Regions from separate parts of the Gossypium hirsutum genome. Here regions 2 and 3 are each linked to region 1. Evidence: chromatin contacts called from public Hi-C data. All regions are on one chromosome and are shown on one strand. The core of a region is the stretch at or near the end of the contact, and the rest is flanking DNA. Distances in the headings are between cores, read along the strand shown. Region 1 holds the start of LOC107899164 (DEAD-box ATP-dependent RNA helicase 16). Region 2 holds the start of LOC107959405 (protein PHLOEM PROTEIN 2-LIKE A10-like). Region 3 has its middle 11 kb from the start of LOC121210269.

Region 1 (2,567 bases), core at 47-2,546:
CAATTTTTCTAATTTTGGTAACACAAGATCAATAGGGGAAAGAAGGAAAGTGGAGATTCTAACATCAAATCTAATAATTAAAGGCGTTAATTGGGGGATTAGTCAAAAAGATTCTATTTCTGCTTCTGTGAAAGACAAAGGAAAGGCTATTGTTAATATAGGCCCAATAAAACTTGGGGCTATGATCCAAAGCAATGACGAGTTTGATGAGGAGATGGTAGCCTATGAAGAAGTTAATAGTCCAATAATGCACAGTGATGGACTCAAAAGACCCTGAATTCACCATATTTTTTCATGAGTTTCTGATTCTGATTCGAATGAAACTCTTGTTACTTCTTTGCAAGTACACAATAAGTCAAGATCGGCAGGCCTTACTAAACAGGCCAGCCGGGAGCAATGAAGCTCCTAATCTAGAATGTTCGAGGCTTGGGGAGGCCCCGAACTGTCAATCGTCTCCGGCATAGGCTGAGAGATATAAGTCCCACGGTGGTGCTTTTAATTGAGACAAAACTTCAAGGTTATTAGATGGAGAAGGTCAGACATAAGTGCGGCTTTTTTAATGGAATTGATGTCGATTTAAATGGTAGAAGTGGGGGTTTATCGTTAGGCTGGAATAATGATTGCAAAATCTCCTTCACTCTTTTTCAAGTAGGCACATTGATGTTATGATTGATGAGGACTCAAAGGGGAAAACTTAGAAATGTACGGGGTTTTACGGAGCACCAGAGGAAAATTTGCGAGAAACATCTTAGAATTTGCTACGTACTTTGAATGATTCCCCACAGATTCTTTGGGTTGTTATTGGAGATTTCAATGAAATTGTATATTCATTTGAGAAGAAAGGGGGGCGACCAAGGAGAGAAAGACAAATGTGTAGATTTTGGGAAGTTATGAATGACTGTTCTCTCACTGATATTGGTTTCAATGGTCAGTGGTTTACTTGGAAAAAATGATGCACAAGAATTAATAATATTCGGGAATGCCTTGATAGAGGTATTGCAAATCATCCTTGATGGGATTTATTTTCTAATTTTAAATTAAGTCATCTGTCTCATGCATTTTTAGACCGTTGCCCTCTGTTGTTTAATTCAAATTTTAGGAATCAACATTCGAAGCAGTGGCAGTTTAGATTTGAAGCTCCGTGGTTGCTGGAGGACTTGAGTAAATTGGGGATGTGAAGAATTTGGGCTGAGAGTGTGAGGACTGTTTCAAATAAGATAAAGGCTATGGGTATGGGCCTTGAGGAATGGTTCAGAGGAATTAAAAAAAAGAAGTCTATCACGAAAAAATAGTTGGAAAAATAGTTGCTTCAACTAAATGAAGAAGTCCCTACGGATGAGATTTTGGTGGAAATTGTAGAGACCAAGCTGTAGGTTAATATGGAGGCAGATAGGGAGGAGCTTTATTAGGAACAGAGAGATAGAGTGAATTGGCTGAAAAATAGGGATAGGAATACCCATTTTTTCCACCAATCGGCAACGAATCGACATAGGAGGAATAATGTGAAAGAGTTAGTGGATGGCGAGGGTAATACCCATGCGAGCTATGCTGCTTTATTACGGCCGTCCACTGATTATTCTACTTCTCTTTTTATAGCGAAAAGTGTTGGAGGTCCAAGCTTAATTTTGGAAGGTGTTGAAGCCATGTATTTCTCAGCAGATGAACGTGGACCTTGAGAAGAATTTTACATATGAAGAGGTGTGTTCGGATTTTAAAGCCATGAGCCTGCTAAAAGCTTTTAGCGAAGATGGGATAGGGGTGATTTTCTACCAAAGGTTTTGGCATATCATGGGCAAAGATGTGGTTGATTTCTTTATTGAGACGTTGTAGGGTTTGCATAATATGGATGAAATTAACAACATAAGACTTGTTTTAATTCCCAATGTCAGTTCTCCTTGGTGCATGACTCAATTTAGACCTACTAGTCTTTGTAATATTTTATATAAAATTATTTCAAAGATGCTGGTGAATAGGTTTCAAAAGATTCTCCATTTGTATATTGATGAAGCACAAAGTGCTTTTGTCCCGTGAAGACTCATTACGGATAATATCATAGCTGCATATGAAACTTTACATTCTATGAAGAGAAAACAAATAGGGAGAAAGGGGTCATTTGTTTTAAAACTTGATACGAGTAAAACTTATAATCGGATTAAATGGAATTTTATGCATGTTATGCTTCGAAGGATGGGTTTTCGGATAGGTGGATTGAGAAAGTTAAAATTTGTGTGACATCGGTCTCGTATTTTGTGGTTATGAATGGGGAGGTGGGGGATTCATATTTCCCGTCTCGAGGCATTCACTAAGGGGACCCTATTAGTCCTTATTTATTCCTTATATGTGGTGAAGGCTTGTCGACTTTTCTTAGAATGGCTACTACAAGGGGAGTTCTTAATGGCTTTCGGGTTAGTAGGCAAGCACCATGAATCACCCATTTATTTTTTACAGATGATAGCCTTACTTTTGGAATGCGTCTGTCAATGAAGCAATGGTTATCAAAGATATTTTAGAGGTTTATGCCAACTGTTCTGGCCAAGAAGTCAACTTCGACAAGTCAGGGATCTTTT
Region 2 (2,567 bases), core at 19-2,518, 340 kb before region 1:
CCTTTCTAGTGAAATACAAGCAGAGAAGTAAAGAGATGAAATTCTCACAATGGAGGTGAGATTGAGGGAAATAATAACCTTACTCGTCTCAACTTTGGGGATGCTTTTTATAATGTCGAGATCTCTGTCGATGATGGTCGTGGGATGAGAATAACTAAACGAGAACTAGGAGACAGGGTTGGGGTGTGGTGGCTTGAGGTGTTTGCTGAGGGAGAGTGGTAAAGGGCAAGAATGGGAGGTTATGTTTTTTTTCTTATTCGGTGGAGGCTCTGTATTGCTATTCTTTAAATCAGGTGGGGAATGGCTATTACGGGAAGAGGCGGAATGGGAGATGAATGAAATTCTGTCGAATGGAGGATTCAGTGAACCAAACTAATGAATAGCTGCTTATCACCGAATCATCCAGGAATAGTTTGGCTATTCATGCCAACCAAACGTGTTGTAAATTTTCTGGTGGTCGTTGAAACTTAAGAACTTCAAAAACCTAATAATGAATGCTTGAATTTGCTTATCATTCCTCTCTTTCCTTTTTTTTTTTTGCATAAATAAATATTATATGCAAATCAAATATTATCCCTGCGACAGACTGCTCTATTATTCTGCAACTGCTTTGACGTCTTTGCATTCTACAATATAGTTTAAGTTTGATCTTGTTTCTGTTTTTATCTCTTCCTTTTCATGTTCTTTGTACTTGTAATAACCATTTACCTTAGATTGAAAAAAAAAAACTTTGCTTATTTTCTTTTATATATGTGGGTTAGAAGACTTCATTTGAAGGAAGAGGGAGACTTCATTTGAGTTTGAGGTGAGTTTTCTTGGCTTTTTTCGAAGAGTTTTGTCTTAGCAACTTATGGAGCTGTAATTGGCTTTAAAGGGTTTGGATTTTTCCCAAAAGAAGAAGAAATGGGTTGCTTTAATGGCGATTTTTGGTTTAACCAGTTATGGTTTCTATAGAGTTTATCACTTTCCTGCTATAACTCAAAAGAGAAACAGAGTTTTAAAGCTTTTAGGAGCTTTGGTTTCCATTACTTAAGCCATCTCTGATTGTGCTAAAATAATAAGAGTTGTTTCTAATGATTTGAATGGTTTTCTCCTATCAAAATTAGACCAAATTCCTAATACTTTGAAACAAGTTTCGAAAATCACCAAGTCCAATGAATTTTCACAGTCCATAGCAAGGGTTACACAAGGCCTGACTGTGGGAATTTTACGTGGTTATCAATCGGAGGCAAGAAGTGGTGATACCTTAAATGCCAAATCTCGTTCAATGGATCAAGTTATGGATAAGCTTTTTACTGAAGCTGGTGCTGGTTTTGCTTCCGCTGTTGTTGAAAGCTTTGCTAGGAATTTGGTCATGGCAGCATGTAAAGAACTGCAATCTAAAGGAGATTCGAACTCAAAATTGACTCCGTGCTGGCTGAATTTGGTGTGTGGTGATGAGTTTAGGGAGCTGATTGGTGATTGTATTCAAGTTTTTGTTAACTCTATGGTGGGCGTTTATCTTGAAATGACTAAAGATGTCAACACTTTTGATGAGCTCTTTGCAGGGTTGACTAACCCCGACCATGCAACACAACTGAGGAACTTGTTGATCACTACTTCTAATGGTGCAATGGAGGCTCTTGTCAAAATATCTCATCAAGTTTTGACAAATTCTAATAGTTCAAAGGACTCACCTGATGATGTCAATGATGATGATGATGATGATGGGTGGGTTAGAAAAGTGTCATCAACTTTATCAGAGCCAAGAAATGAGAAATTTGTTGTTGATATGAGTGGAAGGATTGCATTCGAAATAGTTAGCATTCCTTGAAGTTTTGTTGGAGATGGTATGTCAAGACATGAAAAAATGTGTCAAGGTTGCTCAAGAAGCTATCGTTGAAGGTGGTCTTGAGATAGTGAGATATGTTAGTGCAAAGTCTTCAGTTTTTGCCACCATATGTCTGTCTCTGTGCTTGCACATTCTTGGTGGTGTTTGGATCTTGGTGCTAGCACAAGTTGTTTCACAAAGTCATGTCATCCTATAGTTTTCACCAACGCCTCCATGTGTTCATTTCTTCGCTCTATGTTAAGTTGCTTTCATGAATAAAATGCATGTTGGAATTTGTAATAATTAATCTTTAGCTTCATTACTTGTATATATTTGGCATTTATAAAATCTTTGTATTTACAAGTATTTTAAGCCTATGGAGTCGATTCAATTTAGTTTTCATTCTCGAATAAGAGTAATAGTTGTTTAGCTCATGCCTAATCTGCAACAATTGTATAGTAAGCTTCAACGTGGTGCTTCTGCTATGGCCTACAACTCTACTACTCTAGTGCTAATGAAGTGCCTTTAATGGCTCACATTTACTTCTGCAACCAGAAAGAAGCATTTTAATCCATGCCATACGTCGACTGCAAATTTGCTACATTTCATTGAATGTTGCCAGCGGAACAGTACTAACTGGTATAAATGCAAACCGTCTTTTGTTCGTTTTTTTCTTTTTGAAATTTTCTCTTACATGTATTTCCGGTTGACTTTAGTTGCTTATTTGCATCATGCACATATTCATATTGGATGCACA
Region 3 (2,567 bases), core at 50-2,549, 270 kb before region 1:
GCACATCAATGAAAATACTAAGCCCTGGGGTCGCATACAGTTTCATCTTTGCCAAAGCATCCGCTGCCCTGTTAGCTTCACGATTAACATACTTGAAGGTGACTATCCAAGATCTAGTTTGGAGTGTCCTAATGCGCCTCACCAGTGCCTCATCTTCCCCATTCGGTCGTTTATGAATTAAACTAATGAGCATCAAGTTATCACTTTCGGCTTCCACTCGTCTAAACCCCATATTACAAGCTAGTTCTAAACCATCCACAAGTCCCCACGCTTCAGCCCGAAGAATGGTACAAATACTAAGCTGTCGACAGTTACCCCTTATCCACCTTCCATTACAATCTCAAATTAATCCCCCAGCGGCCGTTTTGCCATCCGATTCAAGAAAAGAAGCATCCACGTTTAACTTGATCCACCCCACCTCCTGCCTGCACCAGGATAGTTGTCGTTGTAAAGACAAAAGAGCAGCCTCCTTTTGCATATTGGCATGCATAATATGTTTAGACCAAGCTAAACTCTCTATCAGTACATCTTTAGTGTTCGTACAAGCATTTCCAAAAACAAAATCATTCCTATTTTTTCAGATTCTCCAACAGACCACTGGAAATAAGATCTCCGAATTACTAACCTGAGTATTGATAGCACCGTGGTTACACAGAGTACTTACCAACCAACATTCAAGAGAATGGGAGAAGAACCAAGTGTGAAGATGGGGGGAGAGATGAGACTTCTCCAAACTGTTTTCGCGATCCAACAGTCTCTAATAGCATGTATATTCGACTCCACAACCTGCCCGAACACCAGACAACAACTATCATCTAACATAACTCGCTTACATCTACCTTCGTTTGTGGGAAGTCGATTATTCGCAAGTAACCATACAAATTGCTTAACCCTCTTAAGGAGTTTCCCTTTTCCAAATTAGCTTCCACTTATCATCTCTTGGGCACCAGCTGGGACTCACAATGTGGTCATACGCCTTATCTTTAGAAAACTTGCCACCAACTGTCCACCTCCAGGCTAGTCGATCATAACCATCATCATCTGATGGCGGTTTTATAGCAGCTATCTTCAAGACAACTTACCTAGGAAGAACATTCGCAAACTCTCCCCACAACCAATGACCATCTTCCGTAACCATGACTCGTACCATCACATCCGTGAGATTCAAAGTACTAGAAGAGACATAGTTACAAAGGGGATTTAAAGCCGGGATCCAAGGGTAATACCAAAAGCTCACGGTCCACCCACTACCAAGGGACTAGTACACACCATCAATCAGCTCCTTCCAGATATTCGACAAAGCCCTCCAAAGAAGGGGACCATTCGCTAGAGCGATATTCAAAGGCCTTCGACCAAGAACACCATATTTATTTCGGAGGACCCGAACCCACATAGTATAAACATTTGCAATAATACTAAAAACCAATTTAGTAAAAAGGCTTTATTTTGAACAGCAATTTTTCGCAAACCTAGCCCTCCATCACCAAGCTCCATACAACATTTGTCACAACTAACCAAAGCAGGTTTATGCGTGGTGTTAGAAGAGCCCCAAATAAAGCCTCTCACCAATTTTCAATTTCCTTGCCAACACTTATAGGTAGACAAGTCATTAGAATATGAAAAATATTAAACTTTTTAATGATATTATATATGTAAAAAAAACAAAGTAGTTCCCATTTTAAATTGATTGCTAGTAATTTTGAGGGTATGGGTCGAAGTTTTGCATTATGATGGTAATTGCCTTTTTAACTTAATTTTATTAATGAATGTTGACCTCATTATTGAAAATAATTGTATGTAATACATGTGATTTGTAAAAAAGAAAAAGAAACAAGTACAATTAATGGGTAATTGTGTAATTTCAAGTATTAATAATTTTTAATTTCCACTATCAATAAATTAAAAAAAATGTTATATGTGGAAATTAAGTGGATAATTTCAAATATGCAATCTAGAATTATCATCTGTACAAATAAGAATTCCCTTTGTTATATGATTTTATCTGTTCTTTTTTTACACAATACCTAAAATTATCTATAGTTTCTTCCCAACCCATAAATAGGAGGATAATGTATTTCAGTGCACTCTAACTCATGTTCTCCTGTATTGGTAATAATGTTCATAACAATCAAATTAAGACACAATCAGCATGTTTTATTATTATTATTTTTTCACTAGAAGCTCATCTAATGAATTAAAAATAATTTGTAGGATGAATAAAAAAGTTATTGTATTCAGTAATTAACTAATTTCCTTTTCATGATCTGTTTATAAATATAAATTCAATAATCTAATAACTGGAGACTGGTATTAAAAAAAATCAAAGGTTGAAAAATACATAATTTAAACATAGGAAATCAAAGCTAATGAGAATAATGCAACTGTAAAAGGTTATATGTTGCAAATTTATCTTCTTTGATAAAAAAAAAGTATATATAAGATTGAATAAAAAATGTGAGTAAGTAAATTAGGATTAAAATACCATGAATCTAATTTACTCTTCTGTAATGTGTTTATTGACTACACACAAATACTATTTATAGGTGCATAAGTAGGAAGAAAAAAAG

Evidence for each region. A called contact is a pair of places that touch in the nucleus more often than the background predicts.
Region 2: a Hi-C map of leaf shows a contact between it and region 1, with 1.7 times the contacts expected there. The contact joins the promoter of LOC107959405 here to the promoter of LOC107899164 in region 1. A contact is called at or near these places in 2 of 34 Hi-C or Micro-C datasets (callus and leaf).
Region 3: a Hi-C map of leaf shows a contact between it and region 1, with 2.2 times the contacts expected there. The contact joins the enhancer-like site here to the promoter of LOC107899164 in region 1. A contact is called at or near these places in 2 of 34 Hi-C or Micro-C datasets (both in leaf).

What each region holds. Positions count from the first base shown.
Region 1 is chrA11:60,891,610-60,894,176 of Gossypium_hirsutum_v2.1, reverse strand. LOC107899164 (DEAD-box ATP-dependent RNA helicase 16) reads left to right here and starts at 1,296. Exons shown (of 15, transcript XM_016824795.2): 1 at 1,296-2,567.
Region 2 is chrA11:61,226,705-61,229,271 of Gossypium_hirsutum_v2.1, reverse strand. It overlaps LOC107959405 (protein PHLOEM PROTEIN 2-LIKE A10-like), which reads left to right and starts at 1,268. Exons shown (of 1, transcript XM_016895466.1): 1 at 1,268-1,813. The coding sequence starts at 1,268. The coding sequence ends at 1,813.
Region 3 is chrA11:61,164,338-61,166,904 of Gossypium_hirsutum_v2.1, reverse strand. No RefSeq gene overlaps it. Among protein-coding and RNA genes, the nearest start is that of LOC121210269, 11 kb to the left of the region's middle. Within about 2 kb of position 1,299, at least 2 of the 9 cell types and tissues checked have an H3K27ac peak or open chromatin away from gene starts, as enhancers often do. A contact at or near this core is called in leaf, where this site is marked.